7 separate regions of the Mus musculus genome follow, and regions 1, 2, 3, 4, 6 and 7 are each linked to region 5. The links are chromatin contacts, called in public Hi-C and HiChIP or PLAC-seq maps. All regions are on one chromosome and are shown on one strand. Each heading gives the region's core, a stretch centred on a gene start, on an enhancer-like site or on the middle of the called end of the contact. The rest is flanking DNA. Distances are from core to core; before and after follow the strand shown. Region 1 overlaps Pip4k2a (phosphatidylinositol-5-phosphate 4-kinase, type II, alpha). Region 2 holds the start of Otud1 (OTU domain containing 1). Region 3 overlaps Pip4k2a (phosphatidylinositol-5-phosphate 4-kinase, type II, alpha). Region 4 overlaps Pip4k2a (phosphatidylinositol-5-phosphate 4-kinase, type II, alpha). Region 5 holds the start of 4930447M23Rik (RIKEN cDNA 4930447M23 gene). Region 6 has its middle 77 kb from the start of Gm33592. Region 7 overlaps Pip4k2a (phosphatidylinositol-5-phosphate 4-kinase, type II, alpha).

Region 1 (3,517 bases), core at 771-3,270, 430 kb before region 5:
GGTGGGGCAGGCAGAGCAAATTAGAGCCAATTACAGGGGCAGGAATAACAGGCGGCTAGCTGAAGGTATTTGCAAAGTGTATCTTTACTTGTTACTGGGTGAGGCCAATTTCCTACAGCCGTTCCATCAATACTCATTTCTGAGGCCATTTTGGAAAAGCTAATACTTCCATATTACAGATCACACAGATGACAGGATCCAAGAGTGAGCTACCTTCCACTATCTAGAAAACAATGTTTCATTATGACAGGGCAAATGAAATTGTTCTGATAGCAAAGCTCAGATACAAGCACAGACAAAAGAGTCTGTCTCCTTCACCTGCAAACTCAAAACCCTAAATTAGTCACTTACGGTTTTATTTCCTTTTAACTAAAAGCAATCGAGTCAATCTTTTGCACAGTGGCTACTTGATTAAAATAATAATAAAACCAGGAGCAGTATACCATCCGGCAACGCATTGCCCCAAAGCTCTATTATCAAGAGTCATTTCCCTACCTGTTCCCTCTCCACATGCTGTGGGTGGGTAGTGTGTGCACATGTGTATCTATACACTTGCACATACAGACGTCGACCTCAAGTGTCAGTCCTTAGGAGCTATCCAGTTTGTTGTTTTGAAGAGTCTCTCACTGACCTTGTCAAGTTACCTAGGTTAGCTGGGTGTAAACGCCAGGGCTCTTCCTGTGCCTGCCTCCTTTAACACAGCAATTATAAATATATACATTTTTTTAAATGTAGGTCCTGGGAATTGGAGTCAGGTCTTCCTGTCTGTGAGGCAAACACTTTTCCAACTGAGCCATCATCTCCCCAGTCCAGTACCACAGAGATTTCTGATGGACACGCCTCAGTGGCTGGCTCACTACCAACTCAAAGAATAGATTCATGTTAAAATTTACCACCCATAAAACACAGAATCCAACATTAAATTGAGAATTAAGGCCAGAAATCTGTAAGTTATTCCAGAAGCATATGGAGTTTAAAAAAAAAATCTAAGAAAGACGTTGCCAATGAAAACAAATGTTACAACGTGGTCTACTGAGAAGGACCCCAGCCTTGGAGTCTAGAGACCCATGACTGAGGCTGGTTTTACTTCTTCATTCAGGGCCCAGAGGCCCCTGATCTCACCCTTTGCCTTTAAAATGAGCTTGAGAAGAGATGTCAAATGATGTACTTTTTCAGCTGGGTAATTTAGGAAGTGCTTGAATTAATTACTTGTCTATCAGACTTCAGAAAATTTACACAAAAAGCTGGATTTCTGGCCTCTTTTAGAATAGGCAGGTTAAGCCAGGCGTGGTGGTGCACGCCTTTAATCCCAGCACTCGGGAGGCAGAGGCAGACGGATTTCTGAGTTCGAGGCCAGCCTGGTCTACAGAGTGAGTTCCAGGACAGCCAAGGCTACACAGAGAAACCCTGTCTCGAAAAACCAAAAAAAAAGAAGAAGAAGAAGAAAAAAGAAACGAATCTGGAAAGCTTCAAAGGAGCACATCTTTCTTCTCGGTCTCACTCTAATATACTCAAATAATTTACGACTTCCTGTGAATCCATCTTGTAAGGAGGATGCTCTCATTCCATGTACCCTGTGAGGTCAGGATTCTATCAGGACAATGGGGTGCTGACAGTCATTCTGGCAGGGATCCTAACTCTCACAGTCCTTTGGGAATGAGGTGCAAGTGGCCATGCAGAAGGTAAGTTGGCTCGTCACACCATGTTCCCACTGGCATCCTCCAGAGTCAAACACATATGCTTAGAAAGTAAGCAATGCAAGAGAGCCATGCATCTTAGCCTGCCAATCACACAGACGTCATTAGTAAAACCCGCAGATGAAGGGAAAGGATTCGGTTTGGAGTCTGGTTTTGTTTTATTTATTTATTTATCGCCCAGAGAGATTTTTTTAAAAAAGAGATTTCACTGCCGGCCTAGCATTAAGATTCCAGAGAGGAAAAGCTGGATTCCTGGTCTCTTAGGCTAGACTCCTGTTTTCCTTTCCAAGCACACAGCAGAAGCGCAGCCAGCTTCACTACCCAAGATCTGCCCCACAGAACAAAATGAGGAAAGCGACCACTATGCCAGGAATGGTGTTTTCCCAGACTCCTGCTTGGAGTTGATGAATTGACTACATTTTTATTTCTTTTCCCTTCCAGAAACCCTACTGGAATGACAAAAGAGGAAGTGGGGGATGAAAACCAAAACAAACCAACAGAAAACAACAACAACAACGCAAAACAAAAACAACAAAAACTCCAACCCCATGGCAAAGACAAACATACCACAGACAGAAGAGGAGAAACCACAGAGAATCTTTAACAGGCAGAAAGGAAGCAGACTGTTACTGACAGAAGAGACAAGGGCCAGGGACTTGGGCACCTGCCTTGTCTCCACGGCTGGACTTCCACATGCAGAGACAAGGGCTGATTCCTTGAGACCAGGTCCCAAGAGGCTCTGGGTTTGAGAGCAGGATACCAGCTGGGCCAAGGAGTTAACAGAACCTGTACTCCAACTCCTGGGCCTGAACCTCCACCCTCTTCCCTGCAGTCCAGGCCACTCTGTTAGGGACACCAGGACACTCCCCCACCCCTTGGGGGAAAAAGCCCTAGAGAAAAAATTCCACCATAGGCAATATTAAGAGCTACCTTGCTTGTAACCCACCCACCTACCCACCAGCCAATAGGCATTACCCTCCATGCACCCAGAACTCACCAACTGGCCACCAGAACCTCACTCAGTCTGGAATATGAACTAATATCAATAAGCTGCCAGATGGCTGGCCTTTGTTTTTCCCCATGTGTATGTGTCAAGTGTACATGCTAAGCCTTTGCCATGATCTGTACACTCATTTCATCAGATGCATCAGCGGGCTGATCCTCAGATTCACACTGTGCTTGTCTTTAGCTGAGTGAAACAAACCCCACAAAGCAAGCAGGTGCTTAAAGGGAAGTCTGCAAAGAAACCTCCGATCAAGCTACTGCTAACCCAGAGTGAGCAAGCGAGCGGGCGCGGGCGGGGGAGGGGGGGTCCGCGGAGCTGACCTTGCTCGGTTCTCTCTAGATCAGTCAATACAAATGCTTTGTGGAATAAAGAACTGTTGTTCAGAACAACAGAAATGACTAGAAAGACTTTAGGTAAAACACGGGTTGCTTTTCAACTATATTTGGTAATGACAACCCACCCCTAATCCACACTGAGGTCTTGAGGATCTGTGGAAGGAATGGCCAGTGAGGGCCTGAAGTCAGTAATGTGTCACATGTGACACTGAGCTACCAAATGACTTCACTAAACTTCATGGTTAATGTGCATATGCTTCATACAAGGTGCCATTAACAGCAAAGCCCCAACACACAAACACTACGATTCCTGTACAACACTATAGAGAAAAGCTCTGTACTCTTACCGTCGTAGAAGTGGCTAAAGATGCACAAAATCCAATGTGAGATCAAATTGGCACAAATCCCTCTGCCAGGTAGTACCTACTGTTGGCAGATGCTCTTGGGGCAGGGTTAATGTTTCAAGACTTAAAAATAGA
Region 2 (3,290 bases), core at 121-2,620, 310 kb after region 5:
TCTTCTCTGGATGTCCCCAGGGATTCAGCCGGTTTTTTTTTTTTTTTCCCTCCCAGCAGGAGATAGATCCCTAGGAGGAATTCTAATGTGTGTGCAGGCATATGTGCCTATCAGTGTACGGAGGCGGGGTGGGGGTGGGGGGAGAGGTGTCCATTTTTTTTTTTCCCAATGGGGTAAATAACAGGGTTAGTATATCTGTTTAGTATACACCCATTCCAGTCTTGATAGGCGGGTTACACCAACCCTTCCCTGAGCAACCGCTGGCCAAACTCCATTGCTGAACCTGCTGGCCTGCCTTTTCCAGTCCTAACTTAAAAGGGCATGGCTTTTTTTTCTTTTTTTCTTTTTTTCTTTTTTTTCCCCCCCTTCCCTTCTCTGGCCACCTGCCAAGATTAGCAGATTGCCTACCCTCTCAAACTCTAGTAAAATTGCCCCCCCCCCGAGCTTCCTTTTGAACATTTTAAATTTATTTGATTAAGGAGACTAAGAACCCCCAACGAGAGACCCTAGTAACAAGCATAAATTATGTTCCAAGCAGAATGGTGGCGCGCAGGTAGTACAACCTGCAGGCTGTTTTTCCATACCAAGAAGTAGTCTCCAATTCAATCTGTATATCTGGAAACTAAATTTAAAATTGGATTGAAACTCAGAATAAGGCAAAAGCTACTGTTACTGCAAGTAGGTACCAATTTGATAACACTCTGGCTTTCCGTTGCAGAGGAAGCACAGTTCAGTCTGTTATTTCATTTTGCTGTGCTGTTCCAGAAAACAGGTTGTGTGCCTCTTGCCTCAAAGTTTAACAGTCGCGATCTACTTTCAAAAGGCTTTAAGGCGGCATGTTATTTGGTATTCCAAGGAAGGCTGTTGAAAAGCCTTCCTTTCGCCCTTGCATTTCCTAGGTGACTTAAGTTAGCAGTGCAGGAACGTCTATTTTTGCTTAGCGGGGCAGCAAGACCGTGTAGACCAGACCCAAACACGTTAACTGGAGGAAACGACTCAAGAAGTTGAATGCCATTGGCCCTGAAGGTAGAGCTCAGTCCCTAGTCCGGAAGTGTTTTAGAAAAACGTTATTCCAACCTATTTGTTTGCCCCAGCAACGCTGGTCCCGCCACAGCGTCACACAGCAGGACAGCCGCATAGCCCACAGATCTGCTTCCCAGGTACCAGGCAGCCAGCAACCGTAGTCAGGTTGGGAGCGCACTCAATGCGCATGTCCGTAGTCCAGCCCCCGCCTCGCCCTCCCCGGCCACGCCCATGAGGTCTCCGCTGGAGGGCGGGGCCGCCCCGCTTGAATGGGGCGCGCATTCCTGTGGGACCACGTGACGCGGCCGCGCGGCCTGAGGTAAACAAGCGCGGCCCCGCCTCCTACCATCCGCGCGCTGCACTCCTGCTTGCGGGCGGGCGGCGCTCGTCTGAGCGGGCAGCTCCTCCAACCGTCCCCAGCGGCCGGCGCGGGGCACAGCTGCGCCAGCGTCCTACGCCCGAGTCCCCGGCCGAGCGCGCGCCCTCCGGTGCCCTCGGACCGCCCGCGCGCTGTGGCGCAGCACGAATTGGGTCGCGGCCCGGGCGCTATTCGCGGCTCCTGACGCGGCGGCCCGCGGCGCTGAGCTCAGCGCTATTCTCGGGCTCCGGGGCACTGCGCCCGAGGGTGTGTCTCCAAGCCGGGCTCGCAGCTATAAGGGGCCGCGGGCGGCCGCGGCCATGCAGCTCTACAGCAGCGTGTGCACCCATTACCCTGCGGGCACGCCGGGGCCCACGGCCGCCGCCCCGCCTGCCACCGCCGCCGCCGCCTTCAAGGTCTCCTTGCAGTCAGCCAGCCCCGCCGCCGCGGCCCCGGAGCCGGATACCGGAGAGCGCCCACCCGCCGCGGCCACCGAACCACGCGAAGCCGCCGCCGCCGCTGCCATGCCCGCCTTCTCTGCCTGCTTCGAGCGGTCCGGGTCCGCCGCCGCCCCGCCGGGCGCGTGCAGCAAGCCGCCGCTGCCGCCGCACTTCACGTCCACGGCGCACATCGCCGTGCGGGCCCTGGGCGCCGAGCGCCTCCTGCTGCCGCCACCCTCAGCCCCCTCGCCGCCGCGTCGCGGTTCCTCTGCCTGGCTGCTGGAAGAGCTGCTCCGGCCCGACGAGCCCGCGGCCCCGAACGCCGTCCGCGACGCTCCGGACAGGAACTTCCGACTGAGCGAGCACCGCCAGGCCCTGGCAGCCTCCCAGCACCGGGCCCCTGCACCGGCCCCCGTCGGCCCGGAGCCCGGCGCCGGCCCGGGCTCCGGCCCGTGGGGTGAAGAGCGCCGGGCGGAGCGCAGTTCCCGGGGTTGGGACCGGGCGAGCGGTCGCAGCGACGCCTCCGGGTCTGACGCGCTCCGACGGCAAGATCCCGAAGCCGAGGCTCACCCGGTTCCGGCACCCGCTCGGAGCAGCGGCGAGCCGGCCCAGAACGGCGAAGGCGAAGCCGTAGGCACGTCCCGGGCGGATCCCAGGGACGAGAAGCTAGCCCTGTACCTGGCCGAGGTGGAGAGGCAGGACAAGTACCTGAGGCAGAGAAACAAGTACCGATTCCACATCATCCCCGACGGCAACTGCCTCTACCGAGCTGTCAGCAAGACTGTGTACGGGGACCAGAGCCTGCACCGGGAGCTGAGGGAGCAGACCGTGCACTACATCGCGGACCACCTGGACCACTTCAGCCCACTCATTGAGGGCGACGTGGGGGAGTTTATTATCGCTGCTGCCCAAGATGGGGCGTGGGCCGGATATCCCGAATTGCTGGCCATGGGGCAGATGCTGAATGTGAATATACACTTAACTACTGGAGGGAGGCTGGAGAGCCCCACCGTGTCTACCATGATCCACTATCTGGGCCCAGAGGATTCTCTACGGCCCAGTATTTGGCTCAGTTGGCTCAGCAATGGACACTATGATGCTGTTTTTGACCACTCCTATCCTAACCCAGAGTATGACAATTGGTGCAAGCAAACCCAGATACAGAAAAAACGCGATGAAGAACTTGCCAAGTCCATGGCCATATCCCTGTCCAAAATGTATATTGAACAAAATGCATGCTCTTGAAAAGTCTGAGGACCTGACAAGTTGGGGGAAATGGCGCGTGTCAGTTGTGTTGGGAGAACCACACGAACTCTAATTAGGGTAATGGCACTTTTCACTTTCCTAGTAGACTGACTTTAGGTGTAATGCCTTAATCAGTTTTTGAATGTCCTCTCAGAGCCGCAGGTTGCTGGGCACCTGAATGATGTTTCCTGATAGCTTTGGGTGAGCCTACTGCTATTTAAAAT
Region 3 (3,325 bases), core at 660-3,159, 500 kb before region 5:
TGTCTTCGATGGCACCTGAAGAGGCCACCTCCTGTATCCAGACAGGAGCCCCAGTAGAGCAAGAGAAACACCAACCCTCCCACAAAACTTTCAACCCAAAATTTATCCAGTTTACAAGTAATGCAGGCATGCGGGAGAGAGCAGAGGCTGAGGCAATGGCCAGCCAAGTCCCATGGGCAAGCAGCACTTACTATTAATCCCACTCTGTTGTGCTTGCAGACAGGAGAAAGGCTTCCGTTCTTCAGGATAGCCATTCTGACTGGGGTGAGATGCGATTTCAGTGAAGCTTTCATTTGGGTTTCTCACATAAACTCCCACCCTCCACAGTTTCTACCTCCTTTCAGGAGCGCCACGGACTGGGGACCGAGTACTCAACACACAGGTCTCAGTGGCAAATTCAAGATGCAAATAACAGGAGCAGATGACTTGAGTATAGGAACTCCAAAGGCACAGCAGAGCATCTGCCCTGTGGGAAAAATATTTTATGATTCAAACAAAACAATCTCCACATTATGTAACTAGGGCTGAGTAAACGGTGCCTTAAGAAAATGACGTGCACGTGTGGGTGAGACGGATGCGTCTGCTGTACCAGCTGAGGGCCTGAGTTTAAACCTCTATTGCTTATGTAAAAAGCCAGGCATGGCCACACCTTCAGATCAAACAAACAAACAAACAAACAAACAAACAAACCTGAACTAAGCTCCTGGCTGACCAGCATGAACTCAGCACTTATGTTCTTAGAAAAATGCATGTCAAAATTACTACGGGCAAGAGTGGAAACCATAGCGACCCCAGAACTTCTGGGAAAATTGGAACTAGAAGTTCAAAGGCCCAAACCTCACTAGTCAGACATCTAGGACAAAGAAAGAAGAAGTGTTGCATGTAAACAGCGGATGAGTTTCAAACATGCTAAGTGGTTAAAAACATGAATACATGAAGACTGTAACAATTTACTTCCACAAAAGCTCAGTGCTACCTATGGAGGGGCACTGAGAACCTTGAGTTTTGACTCTCTCTCTCTCTCTCTCTCTCTCTCTCTCTCTCTCTCTGTGTGTGTGTGTGTGTGTGTGTGTGAGAAAACCTGAGGTCTGATATCAAGAGTCTTCCTCAACATCTACCTCATTTGGCTTACTGAACCCACAGCTTGCCAACATGGCGAGTCTAGCTTGTCAGATGCCGTCTCTCCCACCTTTGGCGTGCTGGACTTACTGGTTAGCTGCTATGCCCACCTGGCATTTATGTGGGCGGTAGAGATCTTAACTTGGAACTTAATGCTTGTGCGCCAAGTGCTTTCCCTGGTGAGCTATCCCCAGCCCTGGGATTGCTGGGTAAGAAGTCCATGTGTTGTTTATGTGTCTCATCCATCGCTGTAGATTGAAGGTCAGGCCCTGGAGAGGTAAAAGCTGCCACATTCCTTTACCTTTCCACAGAATGACTGGGGACACCCCAGTCCCATCACAGTTCGTCTCCAGCACAGAGAAGCCAAACTAAGAGAGTCATCAAAGTGCTTTATTCGTAAAGCCCGGATCATGACTCGAGCGCACACTGTTAGCACTGTTCTCGCTCTTGTCCAAACAGCTTATTGGGATGACAGAGATGGTTACAGACAAAAACCAAAGCAGTTTTGTAAACTTCTAAAAGCATACAGATTGGCCACAGAGGAAATGGTTACTCAGATCATGTATATGTACCTTCATTTTTTTAACTTTAGGGTCTCGGGTTTGTAAGTTTGGGGATCAAAGGTTAAGAGCAGAGCTTCAGAACACTCAAACGGATCGGACACCACAGTTAACAGTGCCCGGAAACGGAGTCAACTGGTTATTTTAAATGCATCAGGTACAGATGTGTACAACTATGTTACAGTGAGTTAGCATCATCCGCTAATGCATCTGTGGCAGGTCAGTACACAGGAGTCAGATGGTGCTGATGCTGGCTTCCAGATGCTGAGAAGGCAGCCCACACATGTTGGGCACAGCTGGACCTGGAGAGGCCAAAAGGAAAGTGACTGGGAAGGCAGCCTGGCAGGGGACTTGTTGACTTGTAATTATTGAAGGGTGGATTTTTTCCTTTCTAAAACTGCCTACAGAAACCATCTCACATTTGAGACAGGGGCTTTTAAAGGCACAGCTGCCAAACAGCGTGTAAGTTGGTAATGGACTCTAAGCAAATCTAGGACTCTGTAACTTGAGGCCTTTTAGGAATGCAGGGAAGTTGGAAGATACATAATTGATGCTGGAAGGTTTTTGTTTTGTTTTGTTTTTTAATCTCAGTTACACACGATCAGCACAGTTTAGGGCAATGAACTTACATAACCAGATTTTGAGTTTAATTTTTTTATAGAAAAAAAACCCCACTAGATTGATAAATACACATCTTGAGGAACAAAATCCTTTTGCTTTTATGTGATAGACTGTCTACTAAGTACTCTCAACAAAACACTCACTCAGAAACACAACTGCAAGACATATCTCAAAACACAACAAACATTATGTTCCCTACACTGCAAAATGGCTTTACATGTAAACTTCAAAAATCACATGCTGTATATTAAATTTTTAGATTCAAAAATATCCCTGTTTCTCTAACCATGTAAACAGTAAAACTGAGGGTTTCAGTTAAAGGGATAATTCATAACAAAATTCCATTCCTAAACAATGGCTAAACATAAACCATAACTGGGTTTGCCTTCGGCCACTGGAGGGTTTGAACTCCCTGCTCATCTTCCTGCATTGGGAGATGTAGCCGCATTTGCCCCAAACTATGCACCTTTCAGGGACGTTTTACATCTGTTTTGCAGAGTGACTTTCTGCAGTGCAACTTAAGGATGGTAACAGTGATGGGCTCCAGGCGAGAAGAGAAATGCAAGTGGTTTTCCTGGAGGTGAAATTGTTGACAGGTTCTTGGCATCAGACTCTTGGAAGATGAAGGGCTTAGCCTGGGACATCTGGGGATGTTGACAGTTTAGGAGGGAACCCTGAACCAGTACACAGGGAGATGCTTGTATCCCTTTACCAGGGCTGTGGGCTTAGGTAACCACTATTCAGAGTAGTCTTTCTGTGGGCCAGAAGTGTAACATTTGATATAAAATTTTCTTTCTTTTAATCACCATCATTATGAGCATGATCATCATCATCACCACCACCACCACCACCCTGATGAACAATCTCATATCTTTCAAGTCAGAAAACAAACTGATCTACAGTTTCTCTTGTGGTGCTGCATTGAGGTGCATTTCCGTTCCCTTCCCCCACGGGCTCATCTCTTCATCTATCCGTGGGGCCACAGCTGGAATCAGAGGGGTCTGGCTGTTACAAGCTCTGATTCA
Region 4 (3,488 bases), core at 806-3,305, 370 kb before region 5:
AGTTTGACTGTAATGTTCTCCACAGGGCTTCTCCCTTTACACATTAGTGAGTCTCCTAATGTCATCCTTGTCTGGGTCCATGCTCAGGTAGCCACTTATACATCTCCTCTCAATTGGTGCATCTAAAAGTTCTACGGAAAACTTTCTAATATACACAACACACCATCGCAATGGTCTTTGCTTTGTATAAGTAGCCCGATCAATTGAGTATTCAATGGTGTCTCGTTTGGAAGATCCAAAAATGGAAATATATTATTTTAAAGTAGCATTTGATCATTCCAGCTACAGGAAAATTGATCCATCCAAAATAGTTCTCTAATATGAGAATTTTTGGAAGTCTTGTGGGAGGAAACAAGGTATACTCTTGTCTCTACCTCTTAAAAACAGAAAGGGCACAAGAGATTTAGACCCATAATTTTAGAGATTCTGCTTTTAAACAAATGAAAAAGTACCTAAGTCACTCACACTGAAAAGTCCCTGCTTCCCAAAGCCTGGAGGTTCTGTTTTATGCCAACATTTGTATTTTTAAGTGACAACAAAATAAAGTATAATTTTTTATTAGAATTGTCCAAGCTAAATATATACTATCATCTTTTACAGAGGACTTTTAATTTTGTTTTTATTTAATTTTAAACTATAAAAAAGTAAGAATCAGGGGGCTGGAGAAACAGTTCAGCTGGTTAGAACTCTGGCTGCTCTCTCAGAGGACCCAGGTTTGACTGCCAGAACCCACAAGTTACAGTTATCTGTAACTCCAATTCCAGAGGGTCATATGCCCTGTTCTGGCCTCTGCAGGCACCAGGCACATTCACGATACACAGAGACACATGCAGGCAAAATGCCCATACATATAAAATGAAAAGATTTTAATTAAATGAAATTAAAAATAAAAGAGAATCAATTGAGGCTCAACTTTTATGAAAAGAAGTTTTGCAAGGGCTCTATTTAAAGCCCTTCTTAGATTCTTGTAAGTAGCAGTGACAGTTACCAGGTTGTAGCAACACATCCTCACACTGGAAGCGTGGATCTCCATGGAGCTCTGGTCTATAAGCATGTACTTGTCTTTCTCACTGTTTCCCCTTCCCTGTCTGGCCACACCAAGCTTGGGGAAGGAGCTGCGGTATCAGATGACTACCTCATTAACATCAGATGATGTATCTAACACTGCAGGCACACACTGAATCAAACAGCCAAGGCTGACAGGACCACAGAGAGATGACAGCATCCAACCTCTGAAAGCAAACACACACACTCTAATTATGGACCCAAAGGGATGTCGTGTTAAATTTTCTGAACATTTTCATCTGAATCATACAAAGGTCAAGTGCAGGGCTGAGTGGTCAGGCTGGCTACAAACTCCTGCCATCAAATGCTCTGGCCCGAGTGCAACACACACCAACTGTAAATGCTGCTAACGTTCTTCTGGGGTTCAGGAACCATCTGCCTGGAAGATTATCCACCTCTGGCTGATACCTGCCCACCACTGTTCTCTCCAGCTAACTGCCAGGAAACAAAAAGAAAGAAAGACTGGAGGGGAGGGAGGGGAGGGGAGGGGAGGAGAGCAGGCTTTAAGACCCCCAGAGTCTCCAGGAGAACCCAAAAAGAACTGTGAGCAGCTTCCCTCCACTGTCAGCCTCAGGCCAGGTTGCTTTCCCGGAAGCAGAGCGCACACCTCCAGCCCTGACACTCCACAGCACACATATATGTTCCAGTTTTGTTGAGCTGGAGAAAATTCCTATGAACAGAGATCTTAGAGTCTATGAGTCAGCCTTGCATCCCTGTGAGAAAATATATGAATCCCTTGCATTCATATAAAATATATGAATTAATCAACTTCAAAATAAGGATTATTGGCTCCTGGTTACCTGGCTACTCTGGGCCTGTGGAGCCGATCCATCATGATGCATTATTTCTACCTAGCATCTGGTACAAGACCTGCTCCCTCCATGGGAGAAAGAGAAGAAACTAAAGAGGAAAGGCTAAGAGAGGAGGACCCAGGGCCACAAAATCTCCTTCTAGGGCAAGTACCACAGACCAAACTTCCTTTTATCAGGCACTTGCTCAATTCTTTACCACCACCCACACAGTGCTGCAGCTAGGAACACTAGGCTTTCAGAGGTCATTAGAAATAGAGAACTATAGCAAAAGTTATGCCATATATAAACAAAAGGCATCCTTTACTGGTATTCAACTTTGAAATATTCAAAGCAAGACACAGGGTGAAGAAGTTAACTCTAAAACGAAGACATCTTTTAGAATGTGGTAGGGTAGCACATGTCATGACCCTATAGTATGCCTACACTTTCACCATGTAATTCCCATGAAGGACACTGTGTCCTAGGGGGTCAGTCAACATAAGAGTAAATGTTACCCAGACAGCAGCAGCACTTACAACAGTAAAGGCTAGAGCCAATGGACAGAACATGAAACCGTCCTTAACATAAAACTATGCATTACAAATTAAAATCTGCAGGGGATATTAACACACAAGCTTGGAAGGCAGAGTCGAGCAGATCTCTGTGAACCAGCTTGGTCTACATAGCAAGTATTAGGCTAAAGGTTTGTATTTTTCTCAAAAGCAACAATAGTAACAACAACAAAAACAAAACAGTTAAAGTTTCATTGTGAAAAATGCACAGGAAGATAAGAAAATACAAAGACAATATAATGTCAGTGTCCTAAAAGCTGCCGGGGAGAAAGAGTGAGCCAGTGAACTGGTTGCTGTGGGACAGTTACGGTAACTATTCTTTACAGCGATGCTTATGTTCATCTTCTCGCTTCTTAGAAAGGACCTCGCATAGTGATAGCGAAATTTAAATTCTATTGAAACTATGTGAACACACCACTCAAAGACACATCAGAATATGCTTTGTAATACTCACTAACACATAACACATTAAGAAAATAACCCCCACTAGCTATAAACTTGATCAAATATTCACTCGGAATTTTTAACCATAAAGGAGAAGAACATGACAAAGGGACGCACTAGCTTCCCTTCATCTCTTTCTTTTCTTTCCATTTTAGAATGTCACTTAAGATTACTGCTCTCTTCCCGTGTTGGCTGAGTGTGGGGGGAAAGCACCTCGCTGGCTTATCAAAACCATTGCTGCAGAGACCTTTCTACACCAAAGCACTTGGACCTAACTCATAACTGAGTTCTGCTCCAAACGTACACTTGCAAGCTGGCCTGCAAGGGTGGATGCTGAAGGAGGCAGTGGATTACTAACTAGCACAGAGGGGCGTGGAAACTGGTCAGAGCACACCCTTGAGAGATCTGAATATATTGGGGAATGCAGGAAGTCAGGATACAGGAGGGCGGGAAGCAAATTCCCCAGGAGATTCAAAGGGCCCATAAGGAGCTCTGTTTGCAGGTTAGAGGTGGAGCTTGATGGTAGAGCGATCACTCGTCCAGCACACACATGGCTATGGTCTCCGCTCCCCAGGCTAAAAGCCTTTAAAGACACACTCATGCTTAGACAGTGTCT
Region 5 (3,503 bases), core at 361-2,860:
GAAGGATCTGAACCCAGGTCCTTGTGCTTGCATGGAAGGCACTTTATTGACTGAGCCTCCTCCCCCGGCCTGACAATCTTTTAATGTAAAGTTTCAATATTGGGACTTCCCTGTTTTAATTTTATAATATAGGAAATAAAGACAGATAAAAGCTACAGAGGCAACCCGAGGCAATTTCTCAGGTAAAAATCTTCACTTAGTAGGTAAATGGTCAGAACAGGCATTAGGACCTCCATTTGCATCTCTATAAGTCCTGTAAAAAGTTGGGTGTGCAGAGTATCTGCCTGAATGCTAGGGCAAGGAGACAAGAGTCCCTGGAACTTTCTTGGTCAGTTGGTCAAGCCAATCTATATGCACTAGGTTCAGTGAGAGACCATGTTTCAAACTACAAGGTGAAGAGTGAGGGACAAAGATACTGATGTAGGTCTCTGTACACACACACACCACCAGCCCATTCACCTGCTCACCCATCTGCTCACCCACATACATACACACACACTTATGGGACACACTTTGCTGTCACACTTTGCTGTCAAGTAGAAAACATAGCCTTCATCTCAAAGAGAAGAGATAGTTTATTTTGGAGACAAATATGAGTAACCATGGCCTGGGAACACCGATTTAGGTTACTTTAGATTCCATGTTGCAATATGACAGCAGATTCATGAAGTTTTTTTATAGTAACACAACAAAAGAAAGTCATAACTCAAGACATTTTTCATGAATTAGGTACTTACCGAAAAGTGGGACATTTCTGCTATAGGCTTCAAATGCTATAGGTTTCAAATGGTATCTGCTGAGCCTCATGGCTTCTGAATCAGTGGAAGCCAGAGACCTGATAGCACATTCTAAAATGATTTACCTAATAGTTACAGGATGTTTTCAGAACAGGCAAAAAAATTGACTATTTAGGGCACCAAAGTAGTCCAAGATAATTTGCCTCAGGGCTTAAAACACTCCAATCACAGTAGTCTGTTGTAACTAATTAATCATTTCTGTAAAAAAGGTCAATGGAGATTGTAGGTTTTTTTCTGAGAAACTTGGTTAAAACACACACACACTATACAGGGGTCCTAATGTCAAGATATTTAAGAACTCCATTCATGGATGACAAAGAGGTATTTGGAAATAGATTCTTAAATTTGGGCTCACTGGACAGACATGAATTTTAGTCAAGCTACAGGCTCTGCAGTTGCAAGATCTGGGCTCAGAAGTCAGCCTTTGCTGCTTGCGAAGTGTCTTTGGGTGAGTCACTTCACCTCTGTGACAGAGATAATTCCAGTTCCTTCCCCATGCCACTTGAATGTTAGAGGTTACATCTCTACCCCAAATACAGGAAGAGCTTGCAAAATATTACCCATTCTTGTTGGACTGACATATTTTTAAATGGAAAACAAAAACCAACCACTTACTTCCTTTTCCATTATCTCAAAGTTTTACATAATCAGTAATAAAATGTGATCGTGAAGCAGCTGGGAGTCATTACTACCAGGCCCACCTTCTCTTGCCTCATGGCCTGCTGACGTCAAAATGAGGCCTTGTTTGCCAGGAGGATGGATGTTCATGGTCAAGGCAAGTTGTGACTTTAAAGTGACAACAAAGAAAGGGTAAGTTTGCAGGCTGGCAAACAGGCTGGGAAAGCCCTTGAGAGACTCAGACAGCTCACGCCATACTTCAGACTTCATAGACCTGGGAGACATCCAGCTTTCTCCCCCAGAGAAGCCGCAGCCTGGTCCCTTCCCCTGCCACACCATCTGGTCCACAGAAACACCAGACTTCCGTGTCTCTCGGCCCTATAAAAAGCGACATTCCTTTTCCTGTCTCCTCTCCACCCGTCCCTCCCACCCACCCGGCTCTCCTCTCTCCTTGCCTTTGGTCTTCCTGTCTTATCCCTTCTCTCCTGCCAATCACTCCCTTTCTTCTCAACACTCCTCCTACATCTCCCCTCTGTGCACTTGCAGTGCTATTCTTTATCTAACCATGAAAACATCCTCGAAGGGCTTCTAGAACATTCGTATGTCTGGAGGAGTTAGAGTCCTCCAGCGCTGGGGTTGGCAATTCTGCCTCCTTAGCGTCCAGGATAGACGAAGCATTTATTCCGAGGCTTTGTGCGCCCTCTTGTGGTTTCTCCGTCATGCCAACTCCCGCAGACAATGGCTGCTTTGTCCAGAAGAGATGATGATTTAGATGACAACCTGGCTTAAACCTCAGAAACCTTCAATCTCTCCTTCTTCAAACAGTTTTTATTAGAAGGATGGCTGTGAAAAATGAAGCCCTTATGCACAAAGCCACCGCGTTTCACTGCGATGTTCACCTGGCCTATGAAGATCTCCGGACACAAAACCAGGCAACAAAATCAGGATGCAACAAGATGGAGGGGCAAAGCACAGAAGCGGAGTGGGCCCTGCCGTAGGTGAGGGTTGCCATCCTCTTACACCTGCCGCTTCATGCTTGAGCTCAGGTTAGAACACTTGTGAGATGATTTCTCTATTCTAAATCTGACAGTAATCCCTCGCGGGGGGGGGGGGCGGGGGGGGGAAGATGCACCTGGCCAGACTGCTAGGCTGGCTCAGAAGGTCCCAGAATGACTATAGGCAGTTTTTGGCTCCTATGATTGCTGGACATCTCTCCCCATCCCTTTCTCCTCCCCTTCTCCCTCCCCTCTCTCTCCCTTTCCTTTCCTCCCTCTCCTCCTCTTCCTCTTCGTCCTGCTCCCCACTCATCTCTCCCTCTTTTTCTGATCTTCTTCAACAGGATCCCACTATACAGCCCAGGCTGGCCTCAAACTCACAATCCTGCCACCCCCTTCGATTAGTGAGAATGCAAGCCTGTGCCACAGTGGCCTGTCTGTTCCAGCTGAGACCTGTTCTGTACAGTCAGCTCAGAGTGCAAACACACGCTTTAACTCATGACTTCCAAAGTCAGGTTGCCATGACCTAGAACTCTGGAAAACAGCATCATGACATCACAAAAACGAGTGCTGGCTGGGGGAAAGCAGTATGTCCTGGTATCAAGAGCTTACGCAGTCCTGCAAGGGCAGGTTATACAGATGGGAGCATTGCATGAGCTAGTGGAACACCTCCATCCATAACTGCCTGCTTGTGAGAGACCGGGGGGAGGGGGGGGGGAGATCCCACCTGGGTTTCAGGCTCAACATCAGGGTAAGGCAGGAATAGTAGTTTCACAAGTACAGGATTGAGGGTCAGAATGCCAGGTCATAAAGATATGACTACTTTGTTCTGGCAGGTTCATGTAGGCAGTAGGTATGCCTTGGTCTTCTTTGATCCATACTGATTCTTAAATTGCTCAAATCTGAGGACCTTAGGTTTCCCAGTGACAGCAGAAGGACTAAAGGGAACTTTGGCATGTCCCCAGAAAGGGCACTTTTCCATGTCTGTCCAGAAAGAAATGGAGCCAATGTGGAGAAGTCAGTGGAGACTGCTCCAGGCATGGGGTAGGGCCAGATCAAGTGATCAGGGGCTGCAGCATCCGGGGATCAAAAG
Region 6 (3,725 bases), core at 602-3,101, 260 kb before region 5:
AATTTATGATGCTGATTTTGATCATTGGTCTGAAGACGCCACTGTTTGTTCTGTTTCTCCTTGTAACTGAAAAGCACACCAGGGCACACTCTTTGAGGCACAAGCAAACATCTGCTCCTCCTCTTCCTCATCTCTTTTCCTACTTATTACTTATAGATAATTCTTGCCCATTGGATCTCAGCCATGGTCAGTGACAGTTATCAGAGCCTGTGCGGCTCTCTCCTCATTTACCACTGCACACTTGGAAGTTACTTTGAAAGGAAGCCCTTTCCTTTTCCATAGTTACACATATTTATTGGTACAAACTCATGAGAAAAAAACCTGTTTTCCAAAGATTGATAATTGATAATTTACTATTATACTGAAGTATTTAAGTGCCCAAATTTAATGAAGCCCCTACTCACTGGCTTCCCTTTTCTCATGGCGGGGAGGTGAATCCCCCCACCAACAGGCAAGTGTGCATTCGTATGGAGTTTGCGCATTCTCCAAATTAGAAGTTAAAGCAATGAGGCCTCTTCCCATCCTCTTTTCTTTTTGTTCTGTCTCCTTTTAGTTTCCGCAGGGTGAGGAATGGAACCTGGGACCAGTGCAGGCAGGTAGGATTTTCTCGCACTGAGTTGTACACATGCCCCAATATTTTTCTTCTACTCACCCCACATACAGGTTTTTCCTTCTTCTTGCCTTCTCTTGCATATTCATATATGTATATATGTTTTCAGTCAGACCCCTGAACCTCCACAATAACAAGCAATTTGTTGCTCAGTTGTATAATGTATCTATAATCATTTCAGAATCACTTTTTCATTTTTTTTTAAAAATCACTACACAAAGCAAATCTTTGAAAAGAATTCAGGAACTGTTTGGAATGTTCTCGTTGTCTGGTCTCTGCCTTGGAGGGCAGTGTCAAAGACGGAGCTCCTAGGCCTCCAGGATTCACCCTTTGGCTTCTCTTCTCTGTGACAGTACATTTGGAATGTTGTTGGGATGTTTGCTTTGACAGCTCTCTAAGTAGTGTTGTGGTTTGAATGTGATGTGGCCCCTCAGAAGCTCATGTTGAAAACCGATTGCCACTGTGGGATATTGGGTGGTAGAAAGGTCCTTTAAGAGGTAGTTAGGTGGGTATTCCAGCTTATCCCATCTCTCATTGTATGGCATTCACTAGTGTGAGAACAAAGTGCTCCGGACTGAGCTGACCCTAGTGTTTTTTCTCTTGGTTCACAGCTTCTCCTTCTGTACCTCCACCAGGTTACAGCATAGGATGAAGGCTTCAGCAGGTGGTTGCCCAAGCTTGGGCTGAGTCTCGAACAACTCTAACTAACTTTACTGGTTTATAAATTACCCAATGACTGGTATTCTGATAGGGCAATGAGACAGTAAGTACTGCCGTTCCAGGTTAGGTCCTTACTACGATCCCACAGCTTCTCCCATTCACAGATGGGCTCAACTCATCTCCACTCCCAGACAGAAACTGATCAGTCTGTTTTCTTCACCCCAGATGCTTCTTATAAATGAAATGCTACATCAGGAGGTCGTACATATTCAGCACAGTGCTCTTGTGGTCCGTTCATGTCATTGGATGCATGAGAACTCCTTCATTCTATCACAGGAGAGTTTCTGGCTGTGTGGACACACACAGCCATTTGTATATCATTTAAAGGTGACAGACTTGCCACTTGTCTCTGTTTTCCTGGGCTTGCATGGGTAATTCTGCTGGGACCATCTGTAAGCGAATCCTCAGATACACATGTCTTCATTTTTTTTTTTTTTTTTTTTTTTGGAGAGATTCCAGAAGTGTCTGGGGCATGCACTCAGTGAAAATCTGCTTTTTGGGAACCACCAAACTATTTCCTGCAGTGGTCATGCCAGTCTGAGTCAATGTTGCTTTTATAAAACGCTGAACATCCTTAGGAAGCCAGATAGCTTATTTGAAATTTTCTTCATTATTTACTTAAACCGTCTTTTTCTTCATGTGAGTAATTTATGATAAAAATAAGTTCTCATTCAGAATTAACACAATGAGAAGAGAGAGCCAAATTATTTCCTCTCCTTAGTAGAAAGTGGAGAGCAATAGGTAACATGGCTAAGGAAAGCCTTGGCCTTAGCCCTACATTTCTTTTTTAATACGAGGTTTCCCTCTATTGTCCAGGCAGGTCTGGGATTTTTATGTAAGACCAGGGTGACCTCAAACTTGTGTCAGTTCTCCTGCCTCTGCCTTCCATGAACCCTCATGCCTGGCTTCAGACACCTAGACTTGCCATTTACTGTTTTCTCCAATGGAAAGGCAGGAGGTGAGAGAGTATGGAGTAAGTTCTTGGAAAAGAGCTAGGTGATAAATTGCCTAAAGCTGATGAACTAACATTTTGAGAAAGCAAAGAAGTCAATGTTTCTTTTAAAGTTTTTTAAAACAAGTTTTTCATTACAAAATTGAATTGAATTTATTTATGTACTTTGCATTTTCACACATGTGCCAGATAGTGGAAGTGTGGAGGACGACTTGCAGGAATTGATTCTCTCCTTCCATTATGTGGGTCCTGGGGATTGAACTCAGGTCATCAGACTTGGCAGCAAGCTCCTTAACCCACTAAGACACCTTACTGGCCCAAGAATATAACTTTTATTTTTTTTAAGAGAAAATGTAATATGGTTCCCAAATTGTTTTTCAATTTTTATTTTTATTTATTTGTTTATTGTGTATGGTGTGTATTGCGTGTATATGTGCATGTGGGATGTGTGTGCTCATATGCATAAGTGTGCAGGATAGAGTAGAATATTGGGTGTCTTTGTCTAGTGTACACTGCCTTATTGGATGGAGACAGTGTTTATCACTGAGCTGGAAGCTGGCTGTTTCAGCTAGCCTGGCTGGCCAGTGAGCTTCCAGGATTTGCCTGTATCTGTCCTCCAATGCTGTGGTTAAAGACACACACCTCTATGCCCAGCTTCTTATCAACATGTTAGAGATTTGAGCTCAGGGCCTCGTGCTTGCAAAGTAAGTCTTCTTACTCACCGAGTCATCTTCCCCGATCCTGTTCTTTAAATTTTGTATGGGCATCAGGACATTTTGGAGTCTGAACTACAGCTGATAGCCCAGTCTTCCTCCTGAAGAGAGATAAACACCAGCTCTCCTTGCAATGTCTTAAAACGTCATGACTGGACAAAACCATGCTTCCAAAAGCACAGTTCAACACAGCTGTCACCTCTGAGACCCCACACAAGCTGTAGGGTGGGCATCAAACCTGGGATACTCGGTGATGCTGCAGGCTTGAGGGCAGCACCACAGGAAAGCTTGTGCCACGTAGCAGACTATCTGTTAATTTGCAAATTAACTTCAGCTAAATTTTAAAATAACTAAAAGTTGACGCTAAAAAAAAAATCACCCCACATAGCTCTTTCAATCTTTTTTTCTCTTCCTTTGACATTCTTGTTTTTCCCCCTTCTGGGTACCTAGCTTACCTGTCATTAGTTGAGGTCTGAATTCAGTTAAGGCAAACGTTTATTTATTTGTTTGTTTGTTTATTTTTGGTAAAGATAAAATTGCTAAGCACCAAGAGCTGAGAAGATAGCTCATCTTGTGGAAGTATGGGGACCCGAAGTGGTCCTCAGTAAAAGCCAGCAAGGGGCACAAATCTTTAATCCTAGCACTGGGAAGCAGACAGGGTTGGATGGGGGTTGGGGGTGGCCAGTCTATCTGATGATCCCTCAGCTCCAGGTTCCACAAGAGACTCTGT
Region 7 (3,486 bases), core at 280-2,779, 390 kb before region 5:
GAAAATTCAAAGAGAAGGAAATGAGGAAAAATATAAACATCTTTCTATATTACCAATATTGAAGACAGTCTCCATTAATATTCTGATAATTCTTATATGCATATATTCATTTATATATCTATTACACCAAAACACAAATACACATAAAACTATATGACTAAATAACTGTCTCTTTATCTGACTTTATCACTTTACTTCACAACCAATGTAGCAATGAGGAAACAACAGGGGTGGGGGAGGAGAGATGGCTCAGCAACTAAGAACACATATTGTTCGTCCAAAGTTCCTGAGCTCTGCTCCCATAAACCATTTCCAGCAGCTCACAATTGTCTGCAACTCCAGCTTCAGGGTCTCTGATGCCCTTGTCTGGCCTCTGAGGCCTCTGCACTCATGTGCGTACATCCACACACAAAGATGCAGATAAACAACAACAAAACAATTAGACTTAATCCTTAAATAACATAGGGAAATGGTCTGTGTTTTTAAAATATGACTTGGAGATATATTAAAACATCGTATGGCATATTTTTCTCTGGATCTTCCCTTTCCTTAATAGAATTTTATAGACTCCCTCCTATATTGTTGGTCTAGCCTAACACAAATGTTCCCATCGTATGAATGCACTGCAGCCTAACCGGCTACTTCAGTACTAACAGATCATTTATTTTGCTTTCAATGTACTAACACTACAAACAATCACAGAGACATACATACACAAACACGTACACACAGAGAAACATACATACACTCATACATACACACAGACACACAGACATACACACACAAATACACACACACACACAGAGACACACATACACACACATACATACACACAGACACACACACACACAGAGACACACATACACACAGAGATACACATACATACACACAGACACATAGACATACACACACAAATACACACAGACACACACAGAAACACACATACACACAGAGATACACACACACACACACACACACAGAGACACACATACACACAGAGATACACATACATACACACAGACACATAGACATACACACACAAATGCACACACACAGAAACACACAGACACACACATATACATACACAGAAACACACACGCACACATAGACACACACACACACACACTTATATACACAAATTTTCCTACTAACCAGTGACCATATCTTTTATATCTATGGAACAGGTTATCAATTATTACTGTGAAATTAAAACTACATTTTTCATATTTAAAATTTTTGACAGTTTTTCTTCCCAGAAAGAATCTTAATAAAGTATATTAAGGAAAACAATTTGCCAGTGAACACATCTTAATTATTCTCTCCAAATTCCAACCCCAGTTCTGTTTCTGTTCTCATTGCCTTGGTTCCCAATCTCAAGTTCTACAACTGCTAGTTTACATGTGGAAGTGCAGAAGTGGGGCTTTATCCACTGTTAGTATGAATTTCAAAATAAGCATCCAAGACTGTGTAGCTATAATGACGTTAACATTAAACTTCCTGACTACCAACCGCAGTTTTCATGTTTTTCATCTAACCATGGGGACAGGGACCTGAGATAAAAGTCCTAAGTAAAACCGCAGTCTCTCAAAGCTTCCTTCTCCAACTCACAGGAAAAGGGGGGCGGGGGGCTTCTCTGCAGCAGGATGGTATTGATTTATGAAGCCTGCCTTGGAAACTTATCAACTAACTCCAAAGCCACCATCAAATACGGAAAGACAGACGAGAAGAAAGAAGCTTCTAAAAGCATCTCAGAAGGAAATTCTAGACACGGAGGAACACAGCCATTTTGCAACAGTTGGCAGCTGGCTTGTCTTCAAATGCTATATGCAGCCACACAGCCTGTGATGTTCTCAACTTCTTAGCACATTTTCTGGGACATCCACTCTTTTAAAACAGGCCCCACTGGAAACAAAGCTTCACATAGACAGAGCTGATGAGCCCCCTCCACACACATCTTCCCGGGGCTTTTTGGAGATATTAGTGCTCCTCTGGTGGGAATGACAGAACAGGCAGTAGCTGCTTCTCTCCAAGAAACTCAGTCCTTCGCTGATGTCTTTTTATGGGGTATACATGAGGAGGACAGACAGGGGTGAGGGGTTAGGGGTGTGGCCAGGAGTGCAGTGCTGATGTAGCATGGACTAGAACCTGGGTTCTATCCCCAGTTGGTGTTCATTCATGCATGCACGCATTCATTCAGTCAGTCCTGTTTTCTCTCTTTCTCCTCACTACCTCTCCCTCTTCCCTTCTATGAGTTCAGGTGAACCCACTCGCTGTTCATTTATAGTAGAGCATATTTTAAACCCACAGCCCATAACTGCACAAAGATAATAATGTCTCCACTAAACTAATTTTAGGTAAAGTCCATGTTTCCAACACACTATAACTTAAGAAAAGAAAATAAAGATGTAATCCTGGCATAAAAATCCCTCACTGGAGTCAGAATGAAACCTTCAACCATCAGGTCAAACACGTTAATTCACTGGGTAAAGGTGGGTCCTGTTTCCTGAGATGCTGAAAAGAGACTGCTCATGACCACAAGCAAGGAAAGGAAAAATAAGTCATTTCTGTGGCATTCTGTTAACCAGCTGCAAATTAACAGCGCCTGGGGCAAAGTCAACAGAAGGTTGTGATGTGTGTATAAACACAATACAGCATTGCTGAAATAGTGCACAATGACTCTATGGCTATCAGATCATAACCAGGGCAGCACACACCTTAAGATTTCACTATTGACCCCTTGGCCCCAATGTGTTCTGTTCATCCAAAACTAAGAACAGGAACGGAGGGAATAGCGTGTTTGTAGCGCCTGACTGCTTTTTCCAACAGACTGAGGTTTACTTACAAAATCAGTGGTCATAAAAGCATCAACATCTAACAAATGGAACACTCCTGACAGCAAGAATCCACAGGACGGACTTTCTTCACACCCAAAATAATCAGTTATGAAACTGGACTCCCCTTAGACAAGTTAATACTGGCCTTTGTTTCTTAATTAGAAACTATGTCTTTCACATACCTTTCTCCAGAGACTAATAATTGTACAAAGAACACAGGAAAAAGCTTTGAACAGCATTAACACCCTTCCAAAGAACGTTCCAGAAGTAGGACATATTTTTCAGAATTTATAGTTGCTCCTGTGTGGGGGAACTTGTGAAGTTCTCTGAATTTCTGTGTAATGTGTTTAATTTTTCTCTAAAAAGCCACTTTGAAACACTGAAGCACATAGAGATGTCTCTCAGCACTCCTTTGCACCCCAGGCTATGCTACAAAGCAGTAAGTTGATTTCAGAGCAAAACTCCAGTCTTCCCAGGCTGCTTAGGAAAAGCTGTGCCGCATGAACTGGATGCTTCTGGGCCACATCTGAGCAGACTACCCAGTTATAAAGCAGTCACTGGGTACATGGCTAGGCTGCCTCTCAAAGTGAAATTTCTAAGCCCATTATTCAAAATGCAGACTGCATGTTCCAGAATATTCAATGTTACGAAC

What was found. Hi-C and Micro-C count contacts between places; a contact is called where the count stands out from the background. HiChIP or PLAC-seq counts read pairs in DNA pulled down with a chosen protein or histone mark.
Region 1: a contact with region 5 is called in a Hi-C map of cerebral cortex, with 3 times the contacts expected there. The contact joins the enhancer-like site here to the promoter of 4930447M23Rik in region 5. A contact is called at or near these places in 1 of 15 datasets of contacts at CTCF or cohesin (pro-B cells), 2 of 484 Hi-C or Micro-C datasets (bone marrow-derived macrophages and cerebral cortex) and 1 of 115 datasets of contacts at active chromatin or transcription factors (bone marrow-derived macrophages).
Region 2: a contact with region 5 is called in a Hi-C map of uterus. The contact joins the promoter of Otud1 here to the promoter of 4930447M23Rik in region 5. A contact is called at or near these places in 1 of 484 Hi-C or Micro-C datasets (uterus) and 1 of 115 datasets of contacts at active chromatin or transcription factors (bone marrow-derived macrophages).
Region 3: an H3K4me3 HiChIP or PLAC-seq map of embryonic limb bud shows a contact between it and region 5, with 5 times the contacts expected there. The contact joins the enhancer-like site here to the promoter of 4930447M23Rik in region 5. A contact is called at or near these places in 3 of 484 Hi-C or Micro-C datasets (bone marrow-derived macrophages, cortical neurons and nephron progenitors), 3 of 115 datasets of contacts at active chromatin or transcription factors (bone marrow-derived macrophages, embryonic hindbrain and embryonic limb bud) and 1 of 9 other capture datasets (embryonic stem cells).
Region 4: a Hi-C map of bone marrow-derived macrophages shows a contact between it and region 5, with 22 read pairs. The contact joins the enhancer-like site here to the promoter of 4930447M23Rik in region 5. A contact is called at or near these places in 3 of 484 Hi-C or Micro-C datasets (bone marrow-derived macrophages, double positive thymocytes and nephron progenitors) and 2 of 115 datasets of contacts at active chromatin or transcription factors (bone marrow-derived macrophages and microglia).
Region 6: an H3K4me3 HiChIP or PLAC-seq map of bone marrow-derived macrophages shows a contact between it and region 5, with 6 times the contacts expected there. The contact joins the enhancer-like site here to the promoter of 4930447M23Rik in region 5. A contact is called at or near these places in 1 of 15 datasets of contacts at CTCF or cohesin (pro-B cells), 4 of 484 Hi-C or Micro-C datasets (the G1E-ER4 cell line, bone marrow-derived macrophages, double positive thymocytes and 1 more) and 1 of 115 datasets of contacts at active chromatin or transcription factors (bone marrow-derived macrophages).
Region 7: a contact with region 5 is called in a Hi-C map of bone marrow-derived macrophages, with 18 read pairs. The contact joins the enhancer-like site here to the promoter of 4930447M23Rik in region 5. A contact is called at or near these places in 2 of 484 Hi-C or Micro-C datasets (bone marrow-derived macrophages and nephron progenitors), 2 of 115 datasets of contacts at active chromatin or transcription factors (bone marrow-derived macrophages and microglia) and 1 of 9 other capture datasets (embryonic stem cells).

The regions. Positions count from the first base shown.
Region 1 is chr2:18,913,876-18,917,392 of GRCm38.p6, forward strand. All of the region lies in intron 1 of Pip4k2a (phosphatidylinositol-5-phosphate 4-kinase, type II, alpha), which reads right to left. Among named protein-coding and RNA genes, the nearest start is that of Gm33534, 37 kb to the left of the region's middle. Within about 2 kb of position 2,021, at least 73 of the 459 cell types and tissues checked have an H3K27ac peak or open chromatin away from gene starts, as enhancers often do. A contact at or near this core is called in cerebral cortex and pro-B cells, where this site is marked.
Region 2 is chr2:19,656,361-19,659,650 of GRCm38.p6, forward strand. It overlaps Otud1 (OTU domain containing 1), which reads left to right and starts at 1,371. Exons shown (of 1, transcript NM_027715.2): 1 at 1,371-3,290. The coding sequence starts at 1,702. The coding sequence ends at 3,066. Gm3230 (predicted gene 3230) reads right to left here and starts at 1,537. Exons shown (of 1, transcript NR_033642.1): 1 at 1-1,537.
Region 3 is chr2:18,840,767-18,844,091 of GRCm38.p6, forward strand. It overlaps Pip4k2a (phosphatidylinositol-5-phosphate 4-kinase, type II, alpha), which reads right to left. Exons shown (of 10, transcript NM_008845.4): 10 at 1,490-3,325. Among named protein-coding and RNA genes, the nearest start is that of Gm33534, 37 kb to the right of the region's middle. Within about 2 kb of position 1,910, at least 5 of the 459 cell types and tissues checked have an H3K27ac peak or open chromatin away from gene starts, as enhancers often do. A contact at or near this core is called in embryonic limb bud, where this site is marked.
Region 4 is chr2:18,974,321-18,977,808 of GRCm38.p6, forward strand. All of the region lies in intron 1 of Pip4k2a (phosphatidylinositol-5-phosphate 4-kinase, type II, alpha), which reads right to left. Among named protein-coding and RNA genes, the nearest start is that of Pip4k2a, 22 kb to the right of the region's middle. Within about 2 kb of position 2,056, at least 45 of the 459 cell types and tissues checked have an H3K27ac peak or open chromatin away from gene starts, as enhancers often do. A contact at or near this core is called in bone marrow-derived macrophages, where this site is marked.
Region 5 is chr2:19,342,707-19,346,209 of GRCm38.p6, forward strand. 4930447M23Rik (RIKEN cDNA 4930447M23 gene) reads left to right here and starts at 1,611. Exons shown (of 4, transcript NR_126563.1): 1 at 1,611-2,413.
Region 6 is chr2:19,082,405-19,086,129 of GRCm38.p6, forward strand. No RefSeq gene overlaps it. Among named protein-coding and RNA genes, the nearest start is that of Gm33592, 77 kb to the left of the region's middle. Within about 2 kb of position 1,852, at least 6 of the 459 cell types and tissues checked have an H3K27ac peak or open chromatin away from gene starts, as enhancers often do. A contact at or near this core is called in the G1E-ER4 cell line and bone marrow-derived macrophages, where this site is marked.
Region 7 is chr2:18,950,757-18,954,242 of GRCm38.p6, forward strand. All of the region lies in intron 1 of Pip4k2a (phosphatidylinositol-5-phosphate 4-kinase, type II, alpha), which reads right to left. Among named protein-coding and RNA genes, the nearest start is that of Pip4k2a, 46 kb to the right of the region's middle. Within about 2 kb of position 1,530, at least 85 of the 459 cell types and tissues checked have an H3K27ac peak or open chromatin away from gene starts, as enhancers often do. A contact at or near this core is called in bone marrow-derived macrophages, where this site is marked.